Linked DNA regions of Mus musculus: regions 1, 2, 3, 4, 5 and 7 are each linked to region 6. Evidence: chromatin contacts called from public capture Hi-C and promoter capture Hi-C data. All regions are on one chromosome and are shown on one strand. Each heading gives the region's core, a stretch centred on a gene start, on an enhancer-like site or on the middle of the called end of the contact. The rest is flanking DNA. Distances are from core to core; before and after follow the strand shown. Region 1 holds the start of Ltbr (lymphotoxin B receptor). Region 2 holds the start of E130112N10Rik (RIKEN cDNA E130112N10 gene). Region 3 holds the start of Mlf2 (myeloid leukemia factor 2). Region 4 holds the start of Gnb3 (guanine nucleotide binding protein (G protein), beta 3). Region 5 holds the start of Chd4 (chromodomain helicase DNA binding protein 4). Region 6 holds the start of Foxj2 (forkhead box J2). Region 7 holds the start of Pianp (PILR alpha associated neural protein).

Region 1 (3,725 bases), core at 812-3,311, 2.5 Mb before region 6:
GCTACACAGAGAAACCTTGTCTTGGGGGGAGAATGATGTGAAAAAAAAAGACAGGTCACAAGTGAAAGCTAAGTAAGACAACATGGAGGCTCCTAATTCTCTCTCTCTCTCTCTCTCTCTCTCTCTCTTTCTCTCTCTCTGAATAGTACATGTGAATTTTCCCTAATAAAACATTAAAAAAAAAAAAAAGAAATAGTGAAATGTATCTAGGGCCGCTCCCCACCCACCCGTTCCTTTATGCTGTTAAGAGATCCAAGTGAGTCAAGCCCCTGCCCCAACTCCCTGAGCCCAGAAGGAAGAGAAATCAGAGGTCTGCTATTCAGTATCTCTACCACTGCCAGGGAACCTGGGACAATTGAGACAGACAGGTACCAGCAGAGTGGAGCTGCTGGGCCAGCACCCAGGGAGGGGACAGCACAGAGTGACTATCAAGAGCCCAGGCAGCAGTTAAGAGCATCAACTGCTCTTCTGAAGGTCCTGAGTTCAATTCCCAGCAACCACGTGGTGGCTCATAACCACCACTAAGGAGATCTGACTCCCTCTTCTGGAGTGTCTGATGATAGCTACAGTGTACTTACATATAATAATAAATAAATCTTTTTTTTAAAAAAAGTATACACTTAAAAAAAAAAAGCCCAGGCAAGTTCCCCCCCACCCCGCCCCGCTCTGTTCCCCCCTCTCCCCAGGTCTTCTCTAAAACTCAATCCCTTGCCAGCATTTCGAGGCTCCACCGAAAGCCTGTCTGGATATCTGATCCACCATGGAAAAGGTCAGTTCTCAGGTGAGCTATTGCAAGAGAAGGCTTTCCCTCATTCCAAATGAGAGTCCAACCCCACCCCCCACCCCCGAGTCACAAGGGAGGCAGGACAGATGTTGCCATGGGCTGGGATCTGAAAATCAGATCTGGACTGCAGTTAAGTTCTTCCAGAGTGGCTAAGCGGTGTGGACAGCCTTCATTTACACAACGAATATGTACCTGGCCAGTGGCATAAGCCAGATCATGCTAGACTCCGTGAGCCTAGACTAAATAGCCAAACCAGGCCACGGGCCAGCCAATAGCCTAGTAAGGAGCACAGGGCAGACATTAGGGTTCCTTGGGGGCTCCATGGCTGTTTTCTTAATAGAAATTTAGAGGGGTGTGTGTGTGAAGGGGGCTGGGGGGGGGGGTTGGGAATCAGTAGACGTGGGAAAAAGGGGTGTCACATACTTCCAGCAGCTCTGGGCTATTAATGGCAGGAAGAAAAGGCCCACCAGGCTTAACGATCTTGGAACCCTGTGCACCGCTGCCTGGCACCCTGGGCAGGTCTTCTCTAGAAAGTAAGGTACCTACACTGGCTGGGCTCTCAGGTCCCTCGGTTTAAGAGAGTTATAGGCTTATGTGCACACACGCTGGAACTAGGCTACCCAGCCCCAGCCCAGAAGCCCCCACTCACCAGGACCTGGGTTTACACACGCCCACCCTTCCGTGAGAGAGGTCCCAGAGGAGAGGACAGATTCAGGGCCAGCTGAACTCTCTCCAGTGTCTTGTGGTGTGCGCCCTGGTGTGTGGCGTGGGTGGGCTTGTTACTGTGGAAGCTTCTTTTTAAAAAGTCACAGAGTGGAGCAGGCCCTCAGTCTCTGCCAAGTGGGATGCCTGGCCAGACGCTGGCTGCATCTGCTAACCACCTCTGGGTATCCTGGCTGGGTGCACTGTCAATCCCTGGCGCCTCCTCTTTGCAAATCTGACACCCAGCTGTCCACAGCTCTCTGCCTCAACGTCCACGGCAGGTCAACCAAGTCAGCTCTGCCTCGGGCTCTCGGAGGTGGGCCTGACTGATGGCTAGCCACTGTCTCTGCTGCCCCCCTTTCGGCCAGCAAGCGATCCTAATCCGCAATCCCCTCTGAGAGCCAGGCTTCCGAAGAAAGGTGGAGGCCGGGTTCCGGGCCTGCAGCTCTCACGTGCTTTCCCGGCCACCCCCTCCCGCCCTGCGTCGAGGCGGCCAAGCCTGTTCCTCTTCCCCCCCCCCGTCGCGATTGCGACAGGCCGGCCTCTGCTCCCAGGGCTCCCTGCCCCCGCCCCCGGCCGGCTCGCTCCACTCCCACTTCCTGAGCCCGGCGCTGGAGCCCTGGAGGCCAGGCCCGGCCGCTCCCGGCCCCCGGGGGCACGTCGGCCCAGCCGCCAGGCTTGGGAAGTCGTGGCCAACGCTGCTCAGGACGTCCGGGCTTCCCACCTTCCTCCTAGGACTCCACCCGGTCTGGTCAGCCGAGCCGAAAGGCCGCCATGCGCCTGCCCCGGGCCTCCTCTCCCTGCGGCCTGGCCTGGGGGCCACTCCTGCTGGGACTCAGCGGGCTTCTGGTGGCCTCTCAGCCCCAGCTGGTGAGGGAGGGGCTAGGTGGGATGGACCAGGTTTCTCTCTAGCCCTTCTGCCCTCCAGAGCTGACCCTGCCTCATTCTTCTCTTTCTCCGCCTCCTCTGGAAGGTGCCCCCTTATCGCATAGAAAACCAGACTTGCTGGGACCAGGACAAGGAATACTACGAGCCCATGCACGACGTCTGCTGCTCCCGCTGTCCCCCAGGTGAGAACAGTGGCTCCAAGTGGCTTGGGTGGTAGAGGTGAGCCAGAATGAGCCAGCACTGCTAAAACTAGCCAGGAAGGAGAGTCTACGAAGCATTAGCATTGTCCCACGGACACTGAGATTTGAAGAGGTAGCGGCATGTAGCCATGAAGACAGGATGGGGACAAAGAGACCAAGGAGAGGCTCCGAGGCATGCAGCAAGCAGAGGCAGCGGACGCAGAGATGGACTTCTTGTCTCCTGATAACCCTCTTTCCCCATTCGCCTCATAGGCGAGTTTGTCTTTGCGGTATGCAGCCGCAGCCAAGACACGGTTTGCAAGACTTGCCCCCATAATTCCTATAATGAACACTGGAACCATCTCTCCACCTGCCAGCTGTGCCGCCCCTGTGACATTGGTAAGTGGGGACTCATCTGGATCTGCATGATGGGTACGACTGGGAGGGCCAGCTCCTCTCTGACTCTTCCCTCTCCCTGACAGTGCTGGGCTTTGAGGAGGTTGCCCCTTGCACCAGCGATCGGAAAGCCGAGTGCCGCTGTCAGCCGGGGATGTCCTGTGTGTATCTGGACAATGAGTGTGTGCACTGTGAGGAGGAGCGGCTTGTACTCTGCCAGCCTGGCACAGAAGCCGAGGTCACAGGTCAGAGGTCACTGAGGGCAGCCAGTAAAGGGAGGCTGGGCATCAAGGGCAAGGAACGTGATACTGTGCGCATGGTGCTTCTCCCCACTGGTACTGTGAGTGTGGTACCTCTGCCCACTGGGAGAACCATAAAGAATCTATCAGTCCTTGAAAAAGGCTCACAGGAGGGGGTCTGCCAAGACATGAACTGGTATGAGGAGCTTAGAAGGTAGCTCCCTCCTGTCAGCCCTGGGGAAGCTTGGGCAAAACGGCAGGCTGCAAAGCCAAGCTTGGGAAAGGTAGCAACTACAGAGCAGAATGGTTGGCAAAGAGGGGACGTAAAGGAAGGCCACCGAGTCCTCACACTTACCCACTCACCCCCACTGGCCTGCCTTTCTTTTGCCAGATGAAATTATGGATACTGACGTCAACTGTGTCCCCTGTAAGCCGGGACACTTCCAGAACACTTCCTCCCCTCGAGCCCGCTGTCAACCCCATACCAGGTGAGAGGGCCCTTCCCCCACTCACCTCCAGGAAACCCAAGGGTTGTCA
Region 2 (3,743 bases), core at 826-3,325, 2.4 Mb before region 6:
CTACCGGAAACCCGAGCCTGCTTTCTACCCTTGACCGGGTGCTGGTGGGGCCCTTTCTGACGAGGGGCCATCCACAGAGACCTCAATGGTGGCCTGCTCCCCTGTCATGGTCATCAGAACCCTTTCCTGTGAATACTCAACAAACTGCCCTTCTGAGACCAACAGGGACAAGAGCAGGATCCCAGTGTGTGGCCCAGCAAGCTGGGGAGACTCAGGCTCTAGCTATAAAGCACACTTACTCTAAGTGAAACCGTCCAGCTGACAAAACTACATGCCAGGGGTGGAAATGGCTCACCAAGGGCTCCAGAGGGGGCTTGGCAGTGAGGAGCACGAAGTGTTCCTCCAGAGGACCAGAGTTTGATTCCCAGCACTGTCAAATGGATCGAAACCAGCTGTAACTCTACTTTCAGAGGGTCTGACACCTTTGACCTCCTCTGGCATCTACAAACACAGGACGGACACACACACACACACACACACACACACACACACACACACGATTAAAAATAATAATTTTTTTTAAAAAAATGGAATGAGCCACCGGCAGGTGCCCTGGTACCAGAAGGACTGACTGCCGTGAGAGACACTATCTACAGACACACAGACTTCCTGGCCTTGGTTCTGTCTTCTCTGTAAGTTGTGACAGTGCTGTGGGAAAGCTGAGGCTGAGACTTTCTCTCAGTTGAGCTAAAACTATAAATAAATTCATTTGTCTACTTCTATACACATTGTCCCTTCTCTCTGTGCAGGCAAACACTGGAACCCGGAGCCAAGCCTTACGGCCCAGGGACTCTAGTAACAAGCCAGCTATGGACACTCTCCATGTGCTATTCCCCTTCCTACAGAATGAGGGTAGGGGAACAAGAGGAGGAGGAGGAAGAAGAAAAAAAAGAAGGGACAGTGAACTAGGAAGAAGGATAGTGTAAATGCTAACTTCAAATACGCACACCTACAACTGAAACAAACAAACAAACAATCCCTCAGTGTGGCCCTGAGCTTGTAATTCAAGGGGTTAAGTGGTGTGACAAGGGCGGGGCTTGGAGTAGAGACAGCAGGAGATCACTGCTGTGCTTGTTGGCTACCAAACAATTCCAGGTTCAGAAAGAGACCCTGTCTCTGAAGAATAAGGTGGGGTAATAGAGCAAGACACCCAGTGCCCTCACCGAGCCTCCACACACAGGCAGGGCTGGGCATACTCACCCACACAAGTGTATACACCGCATATACACAAATACAAGTTAAAAGTGAGACTTCACATAGCTGTCCAGCCTCCTAAAATTCCAATCCTAGAACTAGGCCACACCCCATCTCGTCTGTTCGATCACAGATCTGAACAGGGAGTTGTCACCAGGGCAGACCCAAAGGATTTAACATGGACTGAAAGGAAGAAGGGTCCAGAGTACCGGGGAATCTATCTTCTGGCTCCACCCCCTCTCCAGCCCTCTCATAGTTGGGGCTGATGGGAAAGCTGATGTGGTGATACCAGGTTTTGAAATCACCTGGGGATTTCTTGGGTGCGGGGTGGACCTTAGGGAGAACAGAAAGCAGAGCTGGCTGCAGCCATTACTGGCCTCGGGCGGGCGGCCACAGAGGCAGTTGAAGTGAAAGTGAAAGAGAAACGATAAGAGAACGGAGACCACAGGTGCTAAGTGAGGGTGCTCACAGAACCCCCTCTTCAGCCAGAGATCACTAGCAGGGGAACTGTGGAGAAGGCAGCCAGCAAGGAAGAGCCTGAGAGTAGCCTCCATGGGCTTGGAGCCCAGCTGGTATCTGCTGCTCTGTTTGGCTGTCTCTGGGGCAGCAGGGACTGGTGAGTGCGGAGACCAGGCTGGGGCCTGGGGGACTGGGGGGGAGGAAGCGCCAAGCTAAAGGAGCCCCAGGAAGCCACCTTCTCAGAACAGCACCAGCTTGTCTGCTAAGCCCAGCAAATGAGTGCGGCACTCACAACATGCGGAACCAGTTTGGAGAGGGGTACGGCAGAGAACTCACAGAAAAGGGGGGCTTCCTCGATGGGAAGGCAGGGTGTTAGCATTCTGTGGGACAGCTCACTGCCCTGAGTTGAATCCTTAGAAGAGGAAGGGGCTCCCCAGGCTAAGAAATCATTGGGTTGGTGACTCCTGGTGGGCGTGGCTATGGCAGAAAGCAGAGGCCTCTGGGAAAGTTGGGTGATGAGAAAAAGGTTGTCAATGTCCCTAGGAACAGCAGTGTCTTGGCTCCTCTCCCCTGTGGCAGTATTTCTTATTCCTTTTTTTTTTTTTTTTTTTTAACCTGAGAATTCCTTTCCAGAAATTCCCTTGCATCCCACAGCTGAGACTCAGAAATACAAAGCATAAACCCCTCTGGCTTTGATCAGGACAGATCTAGGACTTGAAATAACTCACAGAGCCGCTGCCTGAGTAGCAGGTGCCTCAGCAGAAGCTGGGTTTATAGATGACACCAGGACAGCGGGGCTCAGAAGGCACCTTTACCTGCTGCTCAGCCCGGGGCTTGGTGAAGGGGTGGGAAGAGTGTGGAGGACGAGGGTGCTTGTTCCACTTTCCCTGCAGACCCTCCCACAGCGCCCACCACAGCAGAAAGACAGCGGCAGCCCACGGACATCATCTTAGACTGCTTCTTGGTGACAGAAGACAGGCACCGCGGGGCTTTTGCCAGCAGTGGGGACAGGGAGAGGGCCTTGCTTGTGCTGAAGCAGGTACCAGTGCTGGATGATGGCTCCCTGGAAGGCATCACAGATTTCCAGGGGAGCACTGAGACCAAACAGGATTCACCTGTTATCTTTGAGGCCTCAGGTAAAATCTCCCCATCCTAGGCTTCCTCCACAGGAACAGCCCCGTTCCCAGTTCTATCTACCCACGCCTGCCCCCCCCCCCCCCCGGTCTGGCGTTGTCCATCCAACATTACTTCTGTATGCTGCCCTTCTCCCCAGTGGACTTGGTACAGATTCCCCAGGCAGAGGCGTTGCTCCATGCTGACTGCAGCGGGAAGGCAGTGACCTGCGAGATCTCCAAGTATTTCCTCCAGGCCAGACAAGAGGCCACTTTTGAGAAAGCACATTGGTTCATCAGCAACATGCAGGTTTCTAGAGGTGGCCCCAGTGTCTCCATGGTGATGAAGACTCTAAGAGATGCTGAAGTTGGAGCTGTCCGGCACCCTACACTGAACCTACCTCTGAGTGCCCAGGGCACAGTGAAGACTCAAGGTGAGAAAACAAAATGCAGTGGCACAGGAACATTTTGTATTATTGTGTGTGTGTGTGTGTGTGCGCGTCCATGCGCACATACGTGTGCACATGCCACAGCACATAGGTAGAGATCAGAGGACAGCTTATAGAACCTACCATGTGGTTTCCAGGGATTGAACTAGTTCACTATGCTTGGCAGCAAGCACTTTATGCACTATGCCATCTCAATAGCCCCAAGATAGTTTTTTGGTTTTTTGGTTTTGGTTTTTTTTTTTTTTTGGGGGGGGGGTTGTTGTTTTTTTAATTTGTTTTTTGTTTGTTTGGTTGGTTTGTTGGTTGGTATTTTGTTTTCTTTTGTGGTTAGAGATGGGATAGAAGGAAGAAAACAAATATCCCACAGGTCCTCCTGAGGTACCCATAGAGCTTCATCTTTTCTTTCTAAAATATCCTGAGTCAAGAAGAGGGGATGCTAGGAGATCCTTATTCGAGCAAGCATCAAAACATAATAATCATCAGGTATTTTCTCCAAAGTGGGGAAGCAACACATGAGGACACTGTAGCT
Region 3 (4,033 bases), core at 1,503-4,002, 2.1 Mb before region 6:
CTCATGGGTCTAAGAACAAACACAGGACCCCTGGTGCTCTGACTCAACTTAGTCACTAGCTCACCCCACACCCCCAACCATGTTGGCTGCTACGGAGATCAAGGCAGGGGAAGACTATGGGGCAAGTCATACCATGTTCCCGATCATGTCGTTCATCATCCCAAACATGTCCATGAAACCGCCGGACTGGGGAAAGATGAGAGTCCAGAAGACTAGTCAGCGGTTTGGGGCCAGCCACTCACCTGAGGACAGACCCCTTTTCCTTCTTACATCTAGCCTGACCACTCAAGTTCCTCCCCATGAACTGCTGGCTACCTTCTCCGGCTCTGTGACCGCCCTAATGCTTCTCCTGCCTGCCGTCCCAATCTTTTTTTTTTTTTTTTAAATTTGGTTTTTTTTGAGACAGGGTTTCTCTGTGTAGCCCTGGCTGTCCAGGAACTCACTCTGTAGACCAGGCTGGCCTCGGAACTCAGAAATCCGCCTGCCTCTGCCTCCAGAGTGCTGGGATTAAAGGCGTTCGCCACCACACCCAGCTCATCCCGATCTTTAAGGAAGTGACCCAAAGGCAATGAATTAAAACCTCTGATCACGCTAAATGTTGATTGACAGGGCTTGCCTTTAACCCAGCACTGAGAGGCAGAGGTAAACAGAGCTGAGTTTGAGGGCAGCCTGGTTTACAGAGTGAGTTCCAGGACAGCCAGGACTGTTATAGAGAAACTTGGTCTCAAAAAAAAAAAAAAAAAAAAAAACAAAAAAAAAAAAAAACAAAAAAAAACCAAAAAACCCCTCTGAATATTTAGAGCTGTAAAAGAACCCCAAACTTTCCCTCCTCAAAAGAACCGCTGTACATTTTTACTTTCCCCAGTGATTAAGAACTTCTGAGTGTCAGTAGCATTTGAGTGTTCTAGTTATTATCTTTCTGTGTATGAGTGTTTTGTCTGCATGTACGTCTGCTCTCTACATTCATGCAATGACGGTGGAGAACAGAAGATGGCATCAGATGCCCTAAGACTACAAATACAGACAGTTGTGAGCTGCCATGTGGGTGCTGGGAATCAAACCCTGGTTGTCTGGAAGAACAGCCAGGTGCTCTTAACTCGGGAGCCATTTCTGCAGCCCTAGCTCCTTAACTTATAGTCAATGGGCTCTGAACCATGTCAACTATCCAAAGAGAAGATTTTTAAGACCACCAGAGTGGTGCATTTGGAAATAACATTTAAGGGGTGTGTGTGTGTGTGTGTGTGTGTGTGTGTGTGTGTGTGTGCGCGCGCGCACGTGAGTGTATGCACTTGTGCAAGAGATACAGGAAGAGAAGACAGGGACTCACCATTCCCAACATCCCGAAGGGAGAGACAGCCCCAGCCTACAAGACGAGAAACTGAAGTTAGAACTACACCCTACCAACTGTATGTACCAAAGGAGGTCAGTGCCTCCGTTCCCCCCTTCCTTCTTTCCACAGGAGTCACACAGCCCCTTTCCCAGACTCCTGACCCCACTCGTCTGCCTCCCACGCAGGTCATGTCCCTTTAAAGCTGGTTGTAGGGCAAGAACTGCAGCATACTTAACTAATCACCCCAGGTCTCGATATGTTCCAACTGTTACCTGCATCCTGCGGCTGGCAGGCCTGGTTGCTGGCATGTTACCATCTGTGATGCTCAGGAAGGGGCTATATCCAAAGCCGCCTGACAACATGCGGCTCATGTGCTGACGGTGAATTGCGAAGGGGTCCCTGCGGAGTGAGCATACACTATAGAAGGCAGATTAACCCCCAGCCTTCTTCACCTCCCCGAAATGAAGTCAGGGTACACAGTGGCACGGATGCCGGCTTCCCTCTGAGAGCGGCAGCTGAGTATCCAGCTAATTCTAACTGGTTCCAGCCAAGGGAACCAACTCAAAGGTCTGCCTGAACTGCTCAGACCTGAATCCGAATGGGCTGAGGGCGCGAGGGGGAGGGAATTCTCACATCAGGAACATGGGATCCTCAGGCTCCACGTCCCTCATGAAGCGGAACATCGTGATCTCAGCTCCAGGGGGCTCCACACTGTGAAGATACGGAGGCTGTGTTTCCTGCAGGCGGCCAGGCTTATGCACACCAGCTCAGTGTTGCTACTCTTAAGGCTGCCTCTTGCATACACTATCACTGACCCCTCCAAACTCCAGGGAAGATCCTTCGCCAGGTGAGCCATATAACCTATGAGACCTGAGAGCCAGCAGCTCTCCAAGCCGGTCATGGAATTTTTCCCAAGCCTCTTAGTGGTGCCCCTCCACCCCCGCCCGCCATCCTCTCTTCCCCGAGCCACGGTCAGCTCCTCCTCCGACGCCAGACTCGATGAGAATCTCGAACGGCGGCCCGCCACCCCATTAATGACCCCCAACTACTCCGCCTTCTGCTGGCACTGGGCGCTACCAGGCCTCCCCGGGCAGGCCTCACTGCCCACCGATCCGGGCCGCCACTGCCCCAGCCCGTGCCTCCCGCCGGGCGAGCCGGAGAGGAAGGTCCACTCCCGGGATCGCATCCCTGCAGCCGTGCGGGCCGCGGCGCCCTGGCCTCACCGGTCCCCGACTCCGGCTCAGCGGCCCATCCGGCCGGCCTCTCCTCGGGGCGCTGCAGGAGCAGGGTCGCGGCCCGGGACGCAAGGATTGGTCCGCGCGGCAGCTTCTCGCCTCCCGCACCGCCTCCTGCCTTCGCCTGCCACCTCCGTACCCCCGCCCTCGGCCCGAGAAGCCGATCTTCGGTCAGGCCCGAACGGAAGTGACGTCACGACGGACGGCCCCGGGGGCGGGCTGCGGGAGCTCCGCCCACCTGCTTGGGAGGGAGGGCGGCGCGCGCGCCGTGGAGCCCCGGAGGGCGGGTCCTCTGGGGCGGGTGGGAGGTGTCATTAAGCTGGCTCGGGGATCTGGGGACAGGAAGAGGCTCCTGCAAAGGTGGGGGGGGGCGGAGCGGAATCGGGAGGGACCGGCTGAGCGCAACGTGGGGGCAGGGTGTGCCGCACCTTTTTTGCGGGGGGGGGGGGGGAGAGGCGGGCTGTCTGGGGGCGATCGGTGGGGCGGATCCCTGCGGGGACCTTTAAACACACTGCAGGAGGGGCGCTTAACCAGGGGAGCGCGTGGGCCTGTCCCTCTGGAGAGACGCTCGGGCGGGCGGTGTCCTCCGAGTGACGCAGAGAAGGAGGTGACAATTTAGCTCAGGTCTAGTTAAGCCTTGGAAAAGGCCAACCAGGGAAGGGAATCCAGGTTGGGAGTTTGGCCGCCAGAGGGCGATCCTGGGCCGGGCTGGATCCTTAGCTCCTTAGGACTCGGTGTTGGCTTAGGCTTCTGGACCACTCCAGGACCTGTCTGTGAAGGGTTGGCCTGGGCAAAGGCGTTAGTTCTGAAGTCTGTTTGCTTTTTGTTGTCGTTTTTTGGTTTTGGTTTTAGTGCTCAGGACCCAACTCAGGACCTTGGGCATACCAAGCACATGCCCTACCACTAAGCTATAGTCCAGTTCCTTTAGGTCGTAGGTCTTTAAAACTTTCTTTGTTCTGAGCAGGTAGATAGGTCAAGGGACTAAAGTTTAGAAGAATAAAGGGGTGGAGAGCTAAATTAAGCAGAATCACCCAGGGGTGGAGCTAAAAAGTAAGCCCAAGAGGGCTGACTCCAAAGCCAGAGACTGGTATTTTGACATACTAATTGTCTTGCACAAAATCTGGCTGAGCTGGAGAGAAGAGCCCTCCCCTTTGGGTCAGAGGATTTGAACTGTATTGGGTAGACTTTGACCCACAGAGATCCAAACTCAAAACTGTCCCAAGTTCTTTACTCTGGCTGTCAGCCACATTGGTACCGTGTGGAACCTGATCTGAAGAGAAAGGTTTATTCTAACCAACTCCCTGAGGGAAAAGGGTCAGTGGTTACTCAGGAAAAGATTGGGAGCAGAGACTCTCAGCTTCTTTCGATTTGATCATTGCTAGTGGGAAAAAAATAGTGCTAAGAGAAGAAACAGTGATATAGTTAACGTAAGCTGACAGATTGGCAAAGTGAAGCCAAAAAAAAAAAA
Region 4 (4,116 bases), core at 637-3,136, 2.0 Mb before region 6:
AGAATCCCCATGGTGTATGGGCTGTGACTCGGGGACGGCGCTGTGCCCTAGCACTGTGGCACACGTGGGCACCTGAGCACAGTGAACAGGTAGGGAGGAAGAGGTGAGGGGGTGGGGGGGTGGGCAGGTGGGCAGGTGGTCACTGGAGAAGTTTGTGAGTGGGTGAGACCCCCAGCAAAGCGCTTGGGTGACTGAGATAGCCCAGGGGTGGTCACTGGAGAAGTTTGTGAGTGGGTGAGACCCCCAGCAAAGCTTGGGTGACTGAGATAGCCCAGGAGAGGTGGATAAAGGAGACTGAACCACACTTCTCCCCATTCCCAGGAGTGGACAGAAGCCAAAGAGCTGCTGCAGGAGGAAGAGGAGGAAGAAGAGGAGGAAGACATTCTCAGCAGAGACCCTTCCCCAGAACCCCCAAGTCACAAGCTTCAGCGAGTCCAGGAGAAAGCTGGGAAGCCCCGCCGGGTCCGGGTCCGAGAGGAACTGTGAATGGCTGAGCCTGCTTCTCAGGATCAGGCCACTCAACTTGGGAAGGAACTGATGAGAAGGCTCTGGAGGATATCAGGAACATAGTAGCATGCCAAGTCTACCATCTCGGGGACTTACAAGGGCTACCAGACCCTGGACTCACAAGCTTGCTACACAGACTTAGCCTACAGCACATCAGGCCCGGGAGCCAGGTCTGGCCCCAGCTGAGGGACCTGCAAGGTCCCCAGGACAGACAAAAATCACTATGCCTCCCTGAAAGGCAGGCATGTGGAGGAGTGCAGAGCAACTGCTTCTAATAAGAAACACACAGAGGGGCTGGAGAGATGGCTCAGCGGTTAAGAGCACTGACTGCTCTTCTGAGGTCCAGAGTTCAAATCCCAGCAACCACATGGTGGCTCACAACCATCCGTAATGAGATCTGGCGCCCTCTTCTGGGGCGTCTGAGGACAGCAACAGTGTACTTACATATAATAAATAAATAAATCTTTAAAAAAAGAAAAAGAAAAGAAAAGAAACACACAGAGGAGACAGTCCCATCCTCTCCCAACCTGTGCAATAAATAATGATCATGAGGCTCTCCAGCCAAGGCCTGGTCTGCTCTATCCCAGTTTTGGTGGCTGCTGGAGGTGGGGTTGGTTAGAACTGGCCTGGGTGGGGACAGGTGGTGTCTTGGGGCCTCTCAGAGGTGGAGCCATGACAGCCCAGTGATTTGTCAGGGAAATCTCAGCCACCTGCTGCTTCATGCAAATAGACCCCCCCCGCACCCCCCCTCCCGGTGCCCCATCGCCGCTGCCACCACCACCACTGCCACTGCCACAGCCACAGCTGCTCCGTGAGCCTCCAACTCTAAGCCATGCCATCCCTCCCTCTGGCTCCTATCTTCACAGTCCACTAAGACCCTGGGAGTCATGTGTGGATGCATGAGGACAGACCCCAGCCGAGAAGCAGGACACAGAGCTCTGTTCTCTTTTGTAGTCATTTCTTTGCCCACAACACAGGGGCACATGGGCCCAGCTCCCCCCACCCCCATCTCCCTGTCAACTCCCCCAACTAGGATCAGGCCCAAGGGCAGCTGGTCGGGGCTTGTCGAGAAAAGGGATTATCCTGCTCAGCCCATCTAATCTCAGCTTCTGCTTGGACCCTCCCCACCCCTCCCCACAGCCCTCAACGAGGAAGCATGGTTTGTAGTGTTGACAACAGGGTCATCTGTCACCCTCCTGTTCTGGCTCCTGGCCCGCTTGCTGAACAAGGCCAAGATCATGACCACAGGTTGGGGCTAGGGCCTGGGGAGGTCACTGGAGCTATGACTGCTCCTGTTCTACTTCCCCAAACGCAACCAGTAATCCTCACGGCTTGTCTCTGATCCGTGGGCTGATGCTCTTATCTCTGCTGGCGGACTGACCGTGGAAGCACCCCTCTATCCCCACCCCCCTTCTTGTGGCTGCATAAGAGGGGTGCTGCTCTTCTCTGGTCCACGGGCCTGTTTCCCACCCCTCCAGGCTGACCTGTCTCTGGAAGCCACATACCTCCCCTCCCTGGCCTCTCCCCCACCCCTGCCAGCTGATTTCATTTGCCTGGCGTGGTTGTTGCTGGCCTTACCCTTCCCTGTCATTCCCCCCTCCCTCTCAGTCAGGGCCAGGCCAGGCCAGCTCCTCTGGCAGCAGAGGGGGGCAGGTGACAGGCAGGCATCGCAGCTGAGACAGTGAGGAGGCGCCCGGGAAGCGGAAACCTGGGAGAAGTCCAGCCAGAGCCCAAGTAAGAGGGAGCTGGCCGGCTCTACCCTCTGGGATCGGGGGCCCATGGGGAGGGCTCAGGCAGGGCTGGGGTTGATACCCAGGAGGGAGAGCCCCCCATCACAGGAGTAGGGCAGGATGGAAAGAACAGAAACATGGTCTGACGGGGACCTATTTCATGTCCCTGGCAGGAGCCGGAACTACCCCTCGACCTGTGCACCATGGGGGAGATGGAGCAGCTGAGGCAGGAGGCGGAGCAACTCAAGAAGCAGATTGCTGTAACCCCAGAGCCCTCGTCCTGGGGACCTTGGAGAACAGAACTCAGGACACGTGGGAGTGTGGCCTGGGAGGGATTGGGTTCACTCTTGGGTGACACTTTAGACACCTCTCATCTAGAAGGGTTCAGAGACTTTAAATCCAGACCTCACATTTGAAACCACCTCCCAACTGCAGAGCCCCATGCCCTCCCATATGTGAGGCGCATATGCATGCCCCCTGCCCTAGCACAGCCTCCCTGATGCCCACTTTCCCCGCAGGATGCCAGGAAAGCCTGTGCGGACATCACTCTGGCTGAGGTGAGACCTTCTGCCCATCTGAGGCAGGGCATGATAGGAGGGGAGGGGACTGAGCAAGGACTTCAGGACCAGCAACATATTGCTGCCTGAGCTTTTAGCACATCCTGTCCTTGAAGGGAGGAAAGACATTCATGAATTAATTCAACAAACATCCATTAAGATCTGCTCTGGGCCAGCCATTATATTGGATACGGAAGACATAGACTGGCCTTCACCCTGAACAGTGATGGGGGTAGGGCGAGCAGGACTTCTCTTAGACTCAAACTGGCAGCTGTCTAAAGTGACATTTCATTGATTTTAAGATGCATGCTTTCTCACAGAGCTTTCTAAAGTCGAGATGCATCTAACAATACATGATACCTTGTTAGCCTATTGTTTCTTTCTTCGTGATACACAAACTACTACTGTTTCTTAGAATTGATAGCCCAAGCCATGTCAGGTGGCACAGACTTGTAATCTAGCTAGGCTGAGGTAGGAGTGAAAACTCACAGCATACCTGAGCTGCGGGGTGGATTTAAGACTAGCCTGGCTCAAAATAAAAAGTAAAAAAGTTGAGTTATGAGAAAAATTTCAAAAAGGAAGGCATGAAGTTGTGTGGGGGTAGGAGGTAAAGGGTGGACGTGGGAGGAGTTAGGAGGAATGGGGCAGATATGACCAAAATGCCTGTGTGAAATTACCAATGAATAGAAATATTATGTTAAAAAAGAAAAAAAGCAGAAAGGGTCTGGGGATATATTTTAGTGCTGGAATTCTTAGCTATCATACTGAGGCCCTAGTTCAATCTACAGTACTAAGGGGAAAAAAGATAAACAGAATCGGTTGTATTAAATATGTACATAAGAGTAAGCATTATGAGAAAGGCACTGGGCTAGACGCTTAACTACATAATTCTACATGATTTCCATGGCAACTCTGAGATAAAAGGCTCAGGGAAAGGTGTGTGTAACAATTTGCTGAAGGTGACAAAGTACCGCAGACCGAGTCTGCAGACTCCTCAGGCTTGGTAGCTAGGAGGCTGCTTGTGGCTGTGTGGAGTGGAGAACTGGATTTCAGCAGTGCAGTCCCCGGCAGTGGTGATGCCATGGCTGAGTGCCACCATGGTGTATGAGAAGAGGCACCGGCCAATCTGACACCACCGTGTGTTTCTCTCCCCAAGTTTATGTGTAGTGACCTCATACCAACAGCCTGAAAATCAAGGTGAGAGTGTCTCCACACTAGAACGTTCTCCTCTTCCTCCTCCCCCTCGGTATGGAGACACTATATAGCACTGGTTAGCAACTTGCCACAAGCTAGCCCAGCACCTGTCTACCATTGGAGGCTCA
Region 5 (3,796 bases), core at 941-3,440, 2.3 Mb before region 6:
GGAGTCAAGCCAATAGGTGCCTTAACTAAGGGGGCTCTAAATAAGGAGACAAGAGAAAGACATCCACTTCCAAGCATGACATCAGCCATCACTTGAGGGCAGGCACTCAGGCAAGATGGTTATAATAATACGGGTTTAGCCAGTCCAGGGAGCAACCCCAAAACACAGTGCAAACCCTAACACACCCACACAAACACCTCACGCCACCAATCCAGACCAGACCCCAAGCTACCTCAGAGTGGCGGAAGCCCCTAGTAAAGATCCAAGATTATGTCCACACCAAGGGCCAATTCCCTCCCTCTGCCCTCACTAGGCTACTGCATGCTGCCTCTCCTAGCCCTCCATCCTTCTCCACTCAAAAAAATCCCAACAATCTGACTAACAAAGTTCTACAGATCTGATAAAGAGTGAGATTCAAACTTTACACTCTTGAAACAGCACAGAGAACCCGTAAGAGATCGGGACAGAAAGCAACCAACACTCTCGCTTTCTTCTCCAGGGAACAACCGCGGGATCCCAGATGCCTGGCAGGGCTCCCGCAACAGAAATCCCCACCGCACCCCACCATGTCACCACCAGAGTCGGAACCACCTGCATTCCTCCAAGAACCTGCACGAGGTAAAGCTAACCCAGAGAGCTCCCTCAACCGGGGACTGCGGAGCATTCCAGACAGCCTTGAGTGAAGCCAGCTTGCATCTGGGTCCGTGGTGCCCAAGAGGCACATGGCTTCCACCTCCCCCAGCACCCCCCAGCACACAAGAGCTCCGCAGAAAAGAACCACTCCCTTCGGATGCCCTCCACCCTGGGTTCTGCACAGGGACAAGCAGCGCGCGAACGCAGCCTCACTGGAGTCTCGAGGAAAGATCAAACATCTTCCTGCCCTGGGCCCTCCGGGAAGATGTTACCTGGATGGGGTGGGGGCAGGCTGTTGTTCAGAAGTGCGTCCATATCCTCCTCCTCACTGCCCGCTGAGCAGGGGGACGGGGAGCCCAGGCCCGACGCCATCCCCTTCCGTTCCCCGGCCAGGGAATTGGCCCAGCTGCTCCTGCCTGCGGCCTGGGGCCCTCTGCACTGGCCCGAGTCACTGTGCGGGGGAGGGGGGAGAACAGTGAGTGACGCGCAGTCCCCCTCCCCCACCCGCTCTTTCCGCCCCCCTGCCCTACCACCCTAGCCAAGCACCCGAACCACTCAGGCTGAACTTAGTTCCACACTCCTCGGGGACAGCCCGTGAGCCGGCTCCCCAGCAGGAGCCCCCAAGAAGAGGGAATGACGCCCCCGAGGGCAGGCTGGTGCATGGAGGGGAAGGAAGAAGCTAGCCTGGCCTGAGCCAGGAGTGCCTGGGGAGTGGGGTTCGAGTGGGGAGGCGCGGAGAGGGTCAGGGGAGGCGGCCGGTGCTCGGGGACACAAGGTCACTTGGGAGTGGGGGGGCGCTCCTCTGCGCCCGGGGAGGGGCCAGTCCCCAGACAGGGCAGCTCTCCAAAGGCTGTCCTCTGGGACAACTCAGGTTCTCTTCCGGAACGGCGGGGACCAGGGGGCGTGGAGGCTCGGGCGCTCCGGGGTCCCGAAGAGTCGGGACGCCGGAGGAAAGCGAGCACCCACCGGGAAGGGGGCCGGGCCACGTGTCCCGGGGGGCTAGCGAGCAAAGGGCGAGGGGCGGGCGGGCAGGCGCTCGCCCGGCATTGTGGGAGGCCGAGCCCAGGAGGGGGGGGGGGCGGGGAGCAGGACTCCCTCAGGGCAGGGCGCCGTCTGGAGGTAACCCGGCCGCCTCCGGGGAAGAAGGGTCGGCTCCCTGGAGAGGGGACGGCCCGCGGGCCCCGGGACGCCTGAAGAAGGGACAGGTGAAGGAATGACCCCCGGGACGACGTCGGGCTGAGAGAGATGTCTCTCCCGTTGCCTCGCGCGCTCCTCACCCTAGAGCCGCCTCAGGTCGCGCTGGGTCTCGCCGGTGTCACTCCCGCTCCAGCTCCTCCTCGCCGCGGCCGAAGGGGGGAAAATGGCTCCGGCTCCGGCGTCGCCTCTTAAAGGGCCCGAAACACCGGCCGGGAAATCCCACCGCACAGGCCCCGCCCCCCACGGACAGCCCATAATAACCTCAACCAACTCCAACCCCCCCCTCCACTACCGCCACCCTCCTCTTTAGGTCTCCCGGGCAACCCCCGCCCCCTCGTCGCTCAGGCAACCATTGGCCACGCCCCCGTCGAGCGCGCGCGCGCGTCACCTGGGCAACCGCCCACCTCCTGGCCATCCCATAATACACACGGACACCCCACATACACACACCCCGCCCCCCACACTCTATGCATATATGTGCCCGGGGCTACAGACATATAGTGCAGATCTTTTACAAACTAAAACCTGCTCCCCCTCCCTTAGATAACCCATAATAACCACTCTTTGCCAACTTCTTCACTCTTGGCCTTACTGCTAACATCCCATAATAACTCATTACCCCTCCCTCCCCTTGGCCATCCCATAATAAGCACCCCTCCCAGCACTTCAGCCTCATATCCCATAATATTCAACCCATCCCCCACCGACATCCCATAATAACCACCCCCAGTTTGACATCCCATGATTGTCAGAAACTCACCCACCCCATACTACAACAACGGACACTGGGCCTCCTCCCACACGGATCCCGTAATAATCAGTCTCCCACTTTCTATACTGATATCCCATAATATCCAACCCCCCCAGAGCTGCCCTCAGTCCCTGCACTAGGGTTGAGATTCTAGATGCTCACTTTACCACCCACAGCCTTCCCAGTCTCTTTCTAGCTCCATGGTCCATAAATTACCATTCCTCCTAGCAAAGAGATACTCACTAATGATCAGCAGCTCTGCTGTCACCCCACAAATGGACATCTAAATCTCCTCCACTAACACTGGGAAAATGTCCTATCATTTACTCTATCTACTCTCCCATCCCATAATTTCAAAAAGCCCACGATACCATAATTGTCCCAACACAACCCAGTGCCACATCCCATAATACTTCTGCTACACTCCATCACCGCACACAGGTCTGGCCAGACATCCCCTAATTGTCACAACCTCCCCCACCTCTAGAAGTTGTCAGGCTCTTCCAACTAGAGCAGAGAGGGTGTGGCAAACTGCTAACTGCCCTGTCCCCACTAGCACACACTTTAGTCCCTTCCTGGGCAATAGGAGCATTCTGGGCTCTCAAAGTTCAGGACCCCCAGACTTCCTAGCTCATCATTTGCAGACACTCAGGAACCAAGAGCCAACCTCGAGCCCCAACAAACCCCACCAAATCCAGGTATGTTCTAGATACTTACCTCCCTCCAGCTTTGAATGTTTGTGTAAACTCAAACAAATAATATGCTGACTAGATGAAACACTTGCATAAAACTTCATGATGAAAAACTTTAACTCACCCAGAACATCCCATAACAATTACAAACCCCCATCCCAAAACTATTTCTCAACATTCCAGAAGTCCTCTACACTGCCACCTTCAAGTCCAGGCAGCCTCCGTGGACAGATAGCCTATCACCACCATGGACTGAGAGTCCTCTACCATGCCTTGCTCTGTACTCACCATCACTAAAGTTCATTCGACATACCCTTGACAGAGTACTAACAAGGTAAAGAGCTAGCTACTTACCGACCGAGAACGAGGATACCAACACACAGGTGCCTTCCTTCAAGAAACAGTCACAGCTGGGAACATTATCACATGCCAATAACCTCAGCACTCAGAGAACACACGAGATGATCAAGGGATCAAGGCCATTCTCTGCTACTCAGTGAATTCAAGGTCAGCCTAGGCTACA
Region 6 (4,168 bases), core at 122-2,621:
TTGGATTTTACACAGAGAGGCAGATATCCAGCCTGAAGTAGGGTTGTCAAAAGGGGCCTCCCTCCTGGTATCCAAGACAGAGTGGGCGGGGACCTGTCGCCAGTCAGGCAAGCAGTCATTGTAATAGACTGGAAAGAAGACGTCTGTTGAATATTAAACTGACTTAGGCATGCCCTGGACGATACAATACAATCCATAAAATGCCCCCACGACTGCAGGTCATTTACTGCAGGTCCAGTCACCAGAGGACAAGACCCAAAGATGGACAGTGCTGTGGGATTCTGACTGTGCTGTGTCCTGAGTTACTAACACCATGGCGTCCTGAAAACGCACCTGTTGTCTGTTCTCAGTCCAAAGCATCAACTTCTCTAGGGGCTGCAAATGACCCAACCCTTTGGACTCCAAAATCTTAAAAGGCCATTTCTCAGAGTCTCTGAAGCAACATGTGGGTTCCAGTGCAAAAGTTCCATCGGAAGACATTTCCCAGGGGTCTTTCTTCTTCCCTTCGAATGAACCCTAAGCTCCACCATTTCCGCTCCCCACACCTCCTGGTGTCTAAAGACTACAGAACGGAAAGCACTAACCTGTCTCCAAGGCTCCCCCCGCCGCTGGAGGAAACCACCTGGTACAGAAGTTTGAGGTTGCAGGGATTCCCCTCTTCAGAGGCAGGTGACAGGTGGCATCCTCAGTGACTCTTCCAGTGCCTGGCGGAGCCTCCCAGGCTGGAGCAGGGAACTGAGTCCCCTGAGGAAGAGGAGTCGAAGGAGGAGGAGGGGGAGAGGGAGGACCTACCTGGGGAAGATGGCACACCCCCCACCCCCTGCCTGCTACCCTAGGGAGGAGGGGAGGAGCCTCTCCCAGCCAGGAGTTGTCTCCTCCCCTTTGGGGGAATCCCCCTCCCCCCCCAAACTGGATCTTTCAGGGGCTGAGGGCTCTTTCTGTCAGTTGGAGATCTGAGTGGAGGGGCTCTGCCCCGGTCCACTGTCTAGGTGCACGGAAGTTGAGGGGCGAGGTCTTCTACTCTCCAGCAAACTGGAACCAATTCCTGGCGGTTCCCTGGAGGGTCCTGGCTTGTGCGTATCAGGACGCCTCTCCGCGGTGAGTCCCGGGTGGGATGCGGGGTGCCTACTCCACAGGCATGGCTCCCTTTCTCTCTGCCTCAAAAGTCCCAAACTGTCTGGAGTGCGCTGAGGCGTGAGGGAGGTCTCACTCCGGGTCCTTCAGGTCTCACTACCCTTCCCGACTTCTGGGGGTCTCCGCTGGAGCCACCGTGGGAGGGACAGCCGCGTGCCCTGCGGCGATCTCTTCTGGCTGTCCGGGGAGTAGGGAGGGTCCTCCCTCCCAAGGGAGAGGGAGCAGGTCCCGGCACAGGGTGTCCCGAGGGTGGGGTCCTCGCACTCCGGCTCCCGCCCGCCTGGCCGGCCGGCCTGGACAGCAGGGTCCCGGAGGCCGCGGTCCGGGCTCCCGTCACCCGCTGCCGGGCGGCAGCGCCTCCCGGGTCACGTCCCCCGTCCGCCGCGCTTCCCGGAGCGTGGGGCTCCCCGCGCTGCCACCTCTGAGGCTCCGACCGGTCGGGGCAGCCAGGAGCCGGCAGGCGGACGGAGCGCGTCGGGGCTCGGCTCGGGCTCGGCTCAGCTCCGCTGCAGGCCCCGGCTCCTCCCCGGCCTCGGCGCCGCGCTCCGCGCCCCTCCCCCTCCCGCCGCCGCGGCCGCCGCCTCCCGGCGCGGGTTAAGGAGGAGCGCGGAGCCCCGCAGCCCACGGGTCGCCGACCCTCCGTCCCGGGCACTGGCGATGCCAGCGTCCACGCTAAGGGCCACACACACCTCTCATTGTGCTGTGGTCTACGCCTAAGACAAGTATTCCCAGTTTTCTCAGAAACGCATTTGATGGCTCCTCTCTTTCTCTTCCAGACAGCTTATAAAGGGTTATAGGGCCGGGCGTGAAGTTAAAGTTTACTCTTATCCTGGAGGTCAGTGAAAGATTGGATCGAGGATGTATAAAAAGATAAATGAGTCTGTTATAGAGAAATGAGCATCGGGAAATGGGGTCTTGTGTTAGTTTCGGCTCTGCAAACTTGTGCAAGGCCCTAGTTTCTGGAAGCATAGCCTGTGAAGAAGGGACTATGATACTCTGGCCTGCCTACTAATATGGATGTCGCAGTCACCAAAGGAAATGATTTACGAGTTGCTTTTTAAAATGGTCTAGTACACAAAGGGTTCAAAGCATGATTATTCATTTCCCTTATAAAATGTCATTTTTTTTTACCTTTGTGCTAAAGTCAAGTGACATTTCTATAGACTATGTTATCCTGAGTGCCACAGGGAGATAGAATGGGCTCTCAGCACATCCCTCTACTTCTTACAGAATAATCTCCATCCTGGGACAGGAAATAGAACCAGGTTAGCCCATCTCTTACCTCCCCAGTCATGCTATTCCAGTACAAACTCTTAGGTATATCACCCTCTGGCTTACTTTTCTCCAATTGTGTTCTATTATAAAATGATAAGACAAAAGAAATTGTTCACTTGATATTTGAATTGCTCAAAAAGATGACAGTTTGATGACTCCCTGTAGAAAGAGATGTCATTTGTCTTCTGGCTAAATATATGCCTACTGCCATTTACTTACATTCTTGTACATATAACCACATTACACATACAACGTCTGCATTAAGGCTTCACACTCTCCGTGTGTTATCACACTTGATTCTTACTGGCAATTCCATGCAGCAGTATCAGGCCTTTAGAGTGTAACTACAGCTTGAAGATATTGTTTGTGTCTGAGTTCATGTAATTCGCACCATTATGCAATTCGTAGTGTTACTTTGTGTCAGGTGTTGAACCCAAATGGCCTTAGAGCCAGGGTCTAAACCTCTAGTACATTGTTGGCTTAAACTGGGAAAACATGTCATTCTCAAATTGCCAGTCAGTGAGCCCCCTAACAAAGCCTCTTCCCTCCCCACACTTCCAGTATCCATGTGAAAAGATTCATTTCCTCCAGCCTAGTGGCACCCACTTGTGAGTATCTTGAGTTCAAGGGCAGCTAGAGGAGGATCTTGATTTCAAGGGCAGCTAAACTATATCATGAGACCCTATCTGTAAAAAGGATAAGATGGGGCCAGGCTTACAGCCCAACTGGTAGAGGGCTTGCCTGGCAAGCATGAGGCCCTGGCCTCTATCCCTAGCACCACAAAAGCACAACCCTATACAATGGCAAGTATTTATGGTCCCAACACTGGGGAGGAGAAACCAGGAAGATCAGTAGTTCAAGGCCAGCCTACACTATGTAATGAGTTAGGGAGGGGGAGGCATTGTTATAAAATAGGTCTTATAGCCCAGGCTAGCCTCAAACTCTCTATGTAGCAAAGGATAGCTTTAAACTTCTGATCCTGGAGTGAAGCATTGGCTTGAAGTTCAGAGCACCTGTTCTTCCAGAAGACCCAGGTTCGATTTCCAACCCCAACATGCAAGCTCACAACCATCTGTAACAGTCTCAGGGGAACCAATACCCTCTAGTTACCTCCATAGGTGCACAGGTGGTTTGTGTGTGTGTGTGTGTGTGTGTGTGTGTGTGTGTACATACATATAAATATAAATAAATAAATACACACACACACACACACACACATATATATATATATATATATATATATATATATATATATATGCACACCACACAAATGCATGTAAAACACTCATACATGTAAACATAAATAGATAAGTTTAAATGCCTGGCCTCCTGTCTCCACCCGCCCAAGTGCTGGAATTACAGGCCTGTGTGCACAGGCACTGTTAGTGGTTTTTTTTTTTTCTTTCAAAATAGCTCTTTTGTTTTTAAATTAAGTATCTCTATGCAGGGGTACAGATGTTCTTGTGGGGCAGAAGAGGGTATGAGAGTCCCTGGAGCTGGAGTTGCAGGTGGTTGTGAGATGCCTGACTGTGGGTGCTAAGAACTGAAAGGCTCCTTGGCAAGAGCAGCAAGTGCTCTTAGCTACAGAGCATCACCCCAGCCCCACATATCCAGCACTGAGGCAAACTTTCTACCAACTGAGCTAATGTGAAGCATTCTGGGACAGATCAAAGGAACTAGACATGGAGATGGCCCACACCTAATCCCGAGCACATCTGAGGCTGAGCTAGAAGGATTGCCATGTGTTTGAGGCTAGCCC
Region 7 (3,909 bases), core at 490-2,989, 2.2 Mb before region 6:
TGATGGAGCCTAGAAGCTGGCTGCCTAGCTGCCTTTTCAGACAAGCGGGAGAAAACAGTCGGTGGGAGGAAAGCTACAGGACACGCTTTGGGGTTTGCTCTTGATGCTTAACCACCCAAATGCATGGGTGCATTCTGAAAGAGGGTGGAGCTCAAAGGAAGCCACCCCCTCAACTGTGGCTGCTCCGGGGAAAAGTCCTAGGAGAATCTAGATGGTTGGTTCTGAAAGGAAGTGCAGTCTCCAAACTGAGGGTGGTGAGGCCCGAGGGGCTGGGATCTTCAGAGAGAAGAAACATGTGACACCCTGTGTCTTCTGGATTCCTAGTCTCCGTCTGCGTGTTGAATACCCCAGGGAATAAACTAGGGAGGGGAGGGGGGTGCGAGAGGTGAAAGGCTGCGAGGGAAAAGGTTGGTCAAGAGTGAGAAGACGGACAGACAGCAGCTGGGAAGGGAGGAGATGGGGAGGAAAGAGGGGCTACAGGAGATTGGCCAAGGATGCTGAAGAGAGAAGACGGCAGGGAGGGAAAAGAAAACAGGCATCAGGCAGGAGGATGGAGGGGTCTGGTCAGGGCAGAAGCAAAGAGAGTGGAAGAGAAAAGGACGGTGGAGATCAGAGACGGGGAGAGAGTCATTGAGACAGATTAGAACACGGTGTTGAAGGCAAAATCAAAAAAGGAAGGGACGGGGACCGGAGGTGGGGGGTGGACAGAACAGCAAAGATGGAGGAGTTAGGAATTGTTTCTTGAAATTGAAAGAGATATGGAGACAGAGCTGGAGGCCAGGTGAAAGAGAAGGGAAAGGAAAGAGGCCGGGGGGCTTAGTGGGAGGAGGTTAGAAACGGGAGGAAAGAAATGGTAGCCGAACCAGTGGAGCGAATAAGGACTCGGCGACACCAGTGGCCCGCTACTCCAGGGCATACCTGCCCCTTCGTTGGCTACAACCCACCACCACCACCAATGTCAACTCCAGCCCCTTCACACACCCCGTACCCCTCTGTCACCCCCTCCAGGAAGTCCGCAGTCCCCAAGCTGGTGCGCCACCCCACCCCCTTCGCGCTCCTCACCGACCTGTTGTGCGCAGAAGACGAACTGGGGGTGGGGTGGGGGAACCGGGCCCCATCTCTAGCAGAGCCCCCCAATCCCGCCAATCCCACAGGCCTGCGCTCCCTGGATAGGGTTGGAAAGCGGTGCGAACCGGGAAAAATAAGGAAACGATCGGCCAAGGGATTTGGAGGGAGCACCCAGAGCGGAAAGGGGACCTGAGGCAGGAGGATGCCCGAAGCTGCAGGATGAGCTAAAGGCGGGATGGTGGCAGGCGCGGAGACGTTGACTGCTGCACCAAGAGGGTAGGATGGAGTCAGGACAGCGGAGGGATGGAGGGCACTGTGGAAAGGAGCTCTGGGAGACTGGAGGCGGCTGGAGACCGCGCCAGGAGGGGCGGGGGGCGAAGGACGCGGAGCTGGCACTGGGAGGGCAGAGTCTGCTCCCTACGGGTAGGGGCTTTGGGTCCCCCTCGCTCACCTGCATGCCTGGTGTGGCGGCGCGACGACTGCAGGCGCTCGGAGCTACGCGGGGCTGGGGGGTCGCAGAAACGGGTGGGGCGCCGGGCATGGTCGGGAGGTTTGGCTGGCAGCGAGGAGCTGGAGCCGGAGGGGGGCGGGCGCCCGGGGCGCGGGGCGGCGGCGGCGGCGGCGGCGGCGGGAGACGCTCGCTTCGGCTGGGCTCGGCTGGGCTCGGCCGGGCTCGGCTGGGTTCGGCGGGCGACTAGGACCACTTGGTCTCCGCCTCTCCTTCTCACGTCTGTAGGCCACGCACGACTTAACCCTTCGTTTGCTACGCTGCGAGCTCAGCTTTTGTCCAGGTGCAAGGTTGGGAAGAGGAGCAGGGATGGAGGGGGTTGGGGGGACGCAACCTCCTTTGGGTAGTGATGGTAAGCTTCCCCTCTACCTAAGCGCAGCTTCACAGACCTCATGATTTCTGACCCCCAAGCAGTCTGAGATTCTGAGTCATCCATACATTTGAGTCCCCAACTCTGGCAAAGGTGGAAAGGCAGCTCAAGACCGTGGGTGAGAGGACCAAAGAGGGGTGGGAGAGAAGACTGCATACGCAAATTGGAGTGCCCCCAGCAGATTAATTCCTCATTTCACTATGATCCTTCTTATAATTCATTCTCCCTGAAGCAACCCAAACAGTCCTTAAATGGTTCAAGACCATTTGCTATACTTAGCTTTTCCGAGACTCAGAATATCCAACACTCACTATGGCTCACAAGGAGGCCCCCGTAGATTCCTGCCTCTGGGTATCTCCAGCTTTCTTTCCTAAGGATTTCTTCGGCACAGCCTTAGTGCAGTTGGGGAATATTCCTAGACCAGAGGCACTAGAAGCCTGCCTCGGGGCTTTGCACCCTGCTGTTCCCTCTAGAAGTTTCTCCTTGTCTGTTCCCAAATGGTCTACACGGGCTCACTTAGATTCAGGCTTCTGAGTGCCCTTTTCTAATCTCTTAAAACTCCCTTGACCTGGGCCGTGGAGATGGCTCAGGGGACAAAGGTGCTTGCCACCAAGCCTGACTACCTGGGTTCTATCCCCAGGACCCACATGGTGGAAGGAAAGTTGTCACCAGACCCCTGAACAAGTGGTGTGACACATACACTAATTAGATGTAATAAAGAGAATTCTGGGGCTGGGGAGATGGCTTAGTGGTTAAGAGCACTGACTACTATGCTTCCAAAGGTCCTGAGTTCAAATCCCAGCAACCACATGGTGGCTCACAACCATCAGTAACGAGATCTGACTCCCTCTTCTGGAGTGTCTAAAGACAGCTACAGTGTACTTACATATAATAAATAAATAAATCTTTTTTAAAATTCCTTTGACCCTACCCATTCATACCTAACCCTTCTCCCTGCATGACCCCCCCCAACCCTGCGCCCCAAACTTCTAGGAAACCACACTTTCCTGGCTCCCCTCCAACCCTCTGGCTGTTCTTTACTGTCTTCCTCGGTTCTGACCTCGACATGTTGGCGCTCCTAGGGCTTAGTCCTTGGCCTTCTTTTCTTTCCACATTCTTTGTCCAGTGATCTCATCCAGTCCCAGGGCTTAAACACTCTGTAAATGTCAGTGAGTCCTAAATTTACAAATGAGTGCCAGACTCATTTGTCCAACCGCCCACTTGACATATCCACTCCGTCCGATGTCTAATAGCCAGGCAAACCTAATGTGACTCAAGCAGATGGCTTGAGCCATCCCACCCCCAACCCTCTTGTGTCCCGAGCTCTTCATCCTAGGACATGACAACTCCTTGTTGTTCAGGCTAAAGGTGTTTTGATTTCCGGTTCCTTCCCTATGCCTGCGTCTCCAGCAGGTGCGAAAGCCCACACTTTCAGCGCATGCGCAGAGTCTACCCCCTTCTCGTTTATTGTTCGAAGCCGGATCCACGCAGTCATCCTGTGTCTGAAATTGCAGTACCCTCTTAGGAGCTCCTTCATTTCTGTCCTCATCTTTTACAAAATACTCTTTACAATTACCGGTAATATTTTGAAAGCTAAACCATAGCATGCTCTCCCCTTTCAAAATATTCAAGGGCCGGTGAGATATAGCTCAGCAGGCCATCAAACGTGACAAGCTACCTTGGATACTTAAGACCCGCAGGGTGGGGGGAGAGAACCAACCCCTTCCTACAACGTTGTCCTCTGACCGCCATATGCGAGCACATGCACGTGCACACCCTAAATAAGTACAATGGAAAAGCCACCAGTGTGTGCCCCCTTCATAACAGTGCTTCTGCCAAAGCAGACTCCCTGTCGTCCCAGAGCATCCGCAGCCACTCTCAGATCCCTCTCCCTCCGATGCTTCTGTTTTTACCTGGCTGGCTCTTTCTTGACCTTCGGCTCTCTGACCAAAATCTAAAGGGG

What was found. Promoter capture Hi-C pulls out the DNA fragments that hold promoters and counts their contacts. Capture Hi-C pulls out chosen DNA fragments and counts their contacts.
Region 1: a contact with region 6 is called in a promoter capture Hi-C map of liver, with 2.3 times the contacts expected there. The contact joins the promoter of Ltbr here to the promoter of Foxj2 in region 6.
Region 2: a promoter capture Hi-C map of pre-B cells shows a contact between it and region 6, with 2.9 times the contacts expected there. The contact joins the promoter of E130112N10Rik here to the promoter of Foxj2 in region 6. A contact is called at or near these places in 2 of 39 promoter capture datasets (the C10 cell line and pre-B cells).
Region 3: a contact with region 6 is called in a promoter capture Hi-C map of 3T3-L1-derived adipocytes, with 4 times the contacts expected there. The contact joins the promoter of Mlf2 here to the promoter of Foxj2 in region 6. A contact is called at or near these places in 5 of 39 promoter capture datasets (the 3T3-L1 cell line, 3T3-L1-derived adipocytes, cranial neural crest and 2 more), 3 of 115 datasets of contacts at active chromatin or transcription factors (astrocytes, embryonic stem cells and large pre-B cells) and 1 of 9 other capture datasets (embryonic stem cells).
Region 4: a promoter capture Hi-C map of pre-B cells shows a contact between it and region 6, with 3 times the contacts expected there. The contact joins the promoter of Gnb3 here to the promoter of Foxj2 in region 6. A contact is called at or near these places in 4 of 39 promoter capture datasets (embryonic stem cells, hippocampal neurons, pre-B cells and 1 more).
Region 5: a promoter capture Hi-C map of cranial neural crest shows a contact between it and region 6. The contact joins the promoter of Chd4 here to the promoter of Foxj2 in region 6. A contact is called at or near these places in 1 of 39 promoter capture datasets (cranial neural crest) and 1 of 115 datasets of contacts at active chromatin or transcription factors (astrocytes).
Region 7: a contact with region 6 is called in a capture Hi-C map of macrophages, with 5 times the contacts expected there. The contact joins the promoter of Pianp here to the promoter of Foxj2 in region 6. A contact is called at or near these places in 2 of 39 promoter capture datasets (embryonic stem cells and pre-B cells), 1 of 484 Hi-C or Micro-C datasets (B cells), 2 of 115 datasets of contacts at active chromatin or transcription factors (embryonic stem cells and large pre-B cells) and 1 of 9 other capture datasets (macrophages).

What each region holds. Positions count from the first base shown.
Region 1 is chr6:125,312,221-125,315,945 of GRCm38.p6, reverse strand. Ltbr (lymphotoxin B receptor) reads left to right here and starts at 2,061. Exons shown (of 10, transcript NM_010736.4): 1 at 2,061-2,356; 2 at 2,460-2,556; 3 at 2,827-2,952; 4 at 3,036-3,194; 5 at 3,580-3,676. The coding sequence starts at 2,261. It also overlaps a transcript of Scnn1a not described here.
Region 2 is chr6:125,229,601-125,233,343 of GRCm38.p6, reverse strand. It overlaps E130112N10Rik (RIKEN cDNA E130112N10 gene), which reads right to left and starts at 2,075. Exons shown (of 2, transcript NR_015604.3): 1 at 1,990-2,075. It overlaps Tapbpl (TAP binding protein-like), which reads left to right and starts at 1,484. Exons shown (of 7, transcript NM_145391.2): 1 at 1,484-1,810; 2 at 2,547-2,789; 3 at 2,927-3,199. The coding sequence starts at 1,747. Cd27 (CD27 antigen) reads left to right here. Exons shown (of 6, transcript NM_001033126.2): 6 at 1-722. The coding sequence ends at 34.
Region 3 is chr6:124,930,107-124,934,139 of GRCm38.p6, reverse strand. It overlaps Mlf2 (myeloid leukemia factor 2), which reads right to left and starts at 2,752. Exons shown (of 9, transcript NM_001170341.1): 1 at 2,554-2,752; 2 at 1,964-2,041; 3 at 1,603-1,729; 4 at 1,328-1,363; 5 at 133-186. The coding sequence starts at 2,013.
Region 4 is chr6:124,838,045-124,842,160 of GRCm38.p6, reverse strand. Gnb3 (guanine nucleotide binding protein (G protein), beta 3) reads left to right here and starts at 1,886. Exons shown (of 10, transcript NM_013530.1): 1 at 1,886-2,241; 2 at 2,411-2,497; 3 at 2,756-2,794. The coding sequence starts at 2,441. P3h3 (prolyl 3-hydroxylase 3) reads left to right here. Exons shown (of 15, transcript NM_013534.5): 14 at 1-89; 15 at 322-1,072. The coding sequence ends at 486.
Region 5 is chr6:125,094,375-125,098,170 of GRCm38.p6, reverse strand. It overlaps Chd4 (chromodomain helicase DNA binding protein 4), which reads right to left and starts at 2,190. Exons shown (of 39, transcript NM_001346610.1): 1 at 1,911-2,190; 2 at 906-1,084. The coding sequence starts at 1,005. It overlaps Mir7045 (microRNA 7045), which reads right to left and starts at 1,147; the gene lies at 1,085-1,147.
Region 6 is chr6:122,817,387-122,821,554 of GRCm38.p6, reverse strand. Foxj2 (forkhead box J2) reads right to left here and starts at 1,371. Exons shown (of 11, transcript NM_021899.3): 1 at 585-1,371.
Region 7 is chr6:124,994,550-124,998,458 of GRCm38.p6, reverse strand. Pianp (PILR alpha associated neural protein) reads right to left here and starts at 1,739. Exons shown (of 6, transcript NM_175696.4): 1 at 1,520-1,739. It also overlaps a transcript of Cops7a not described here.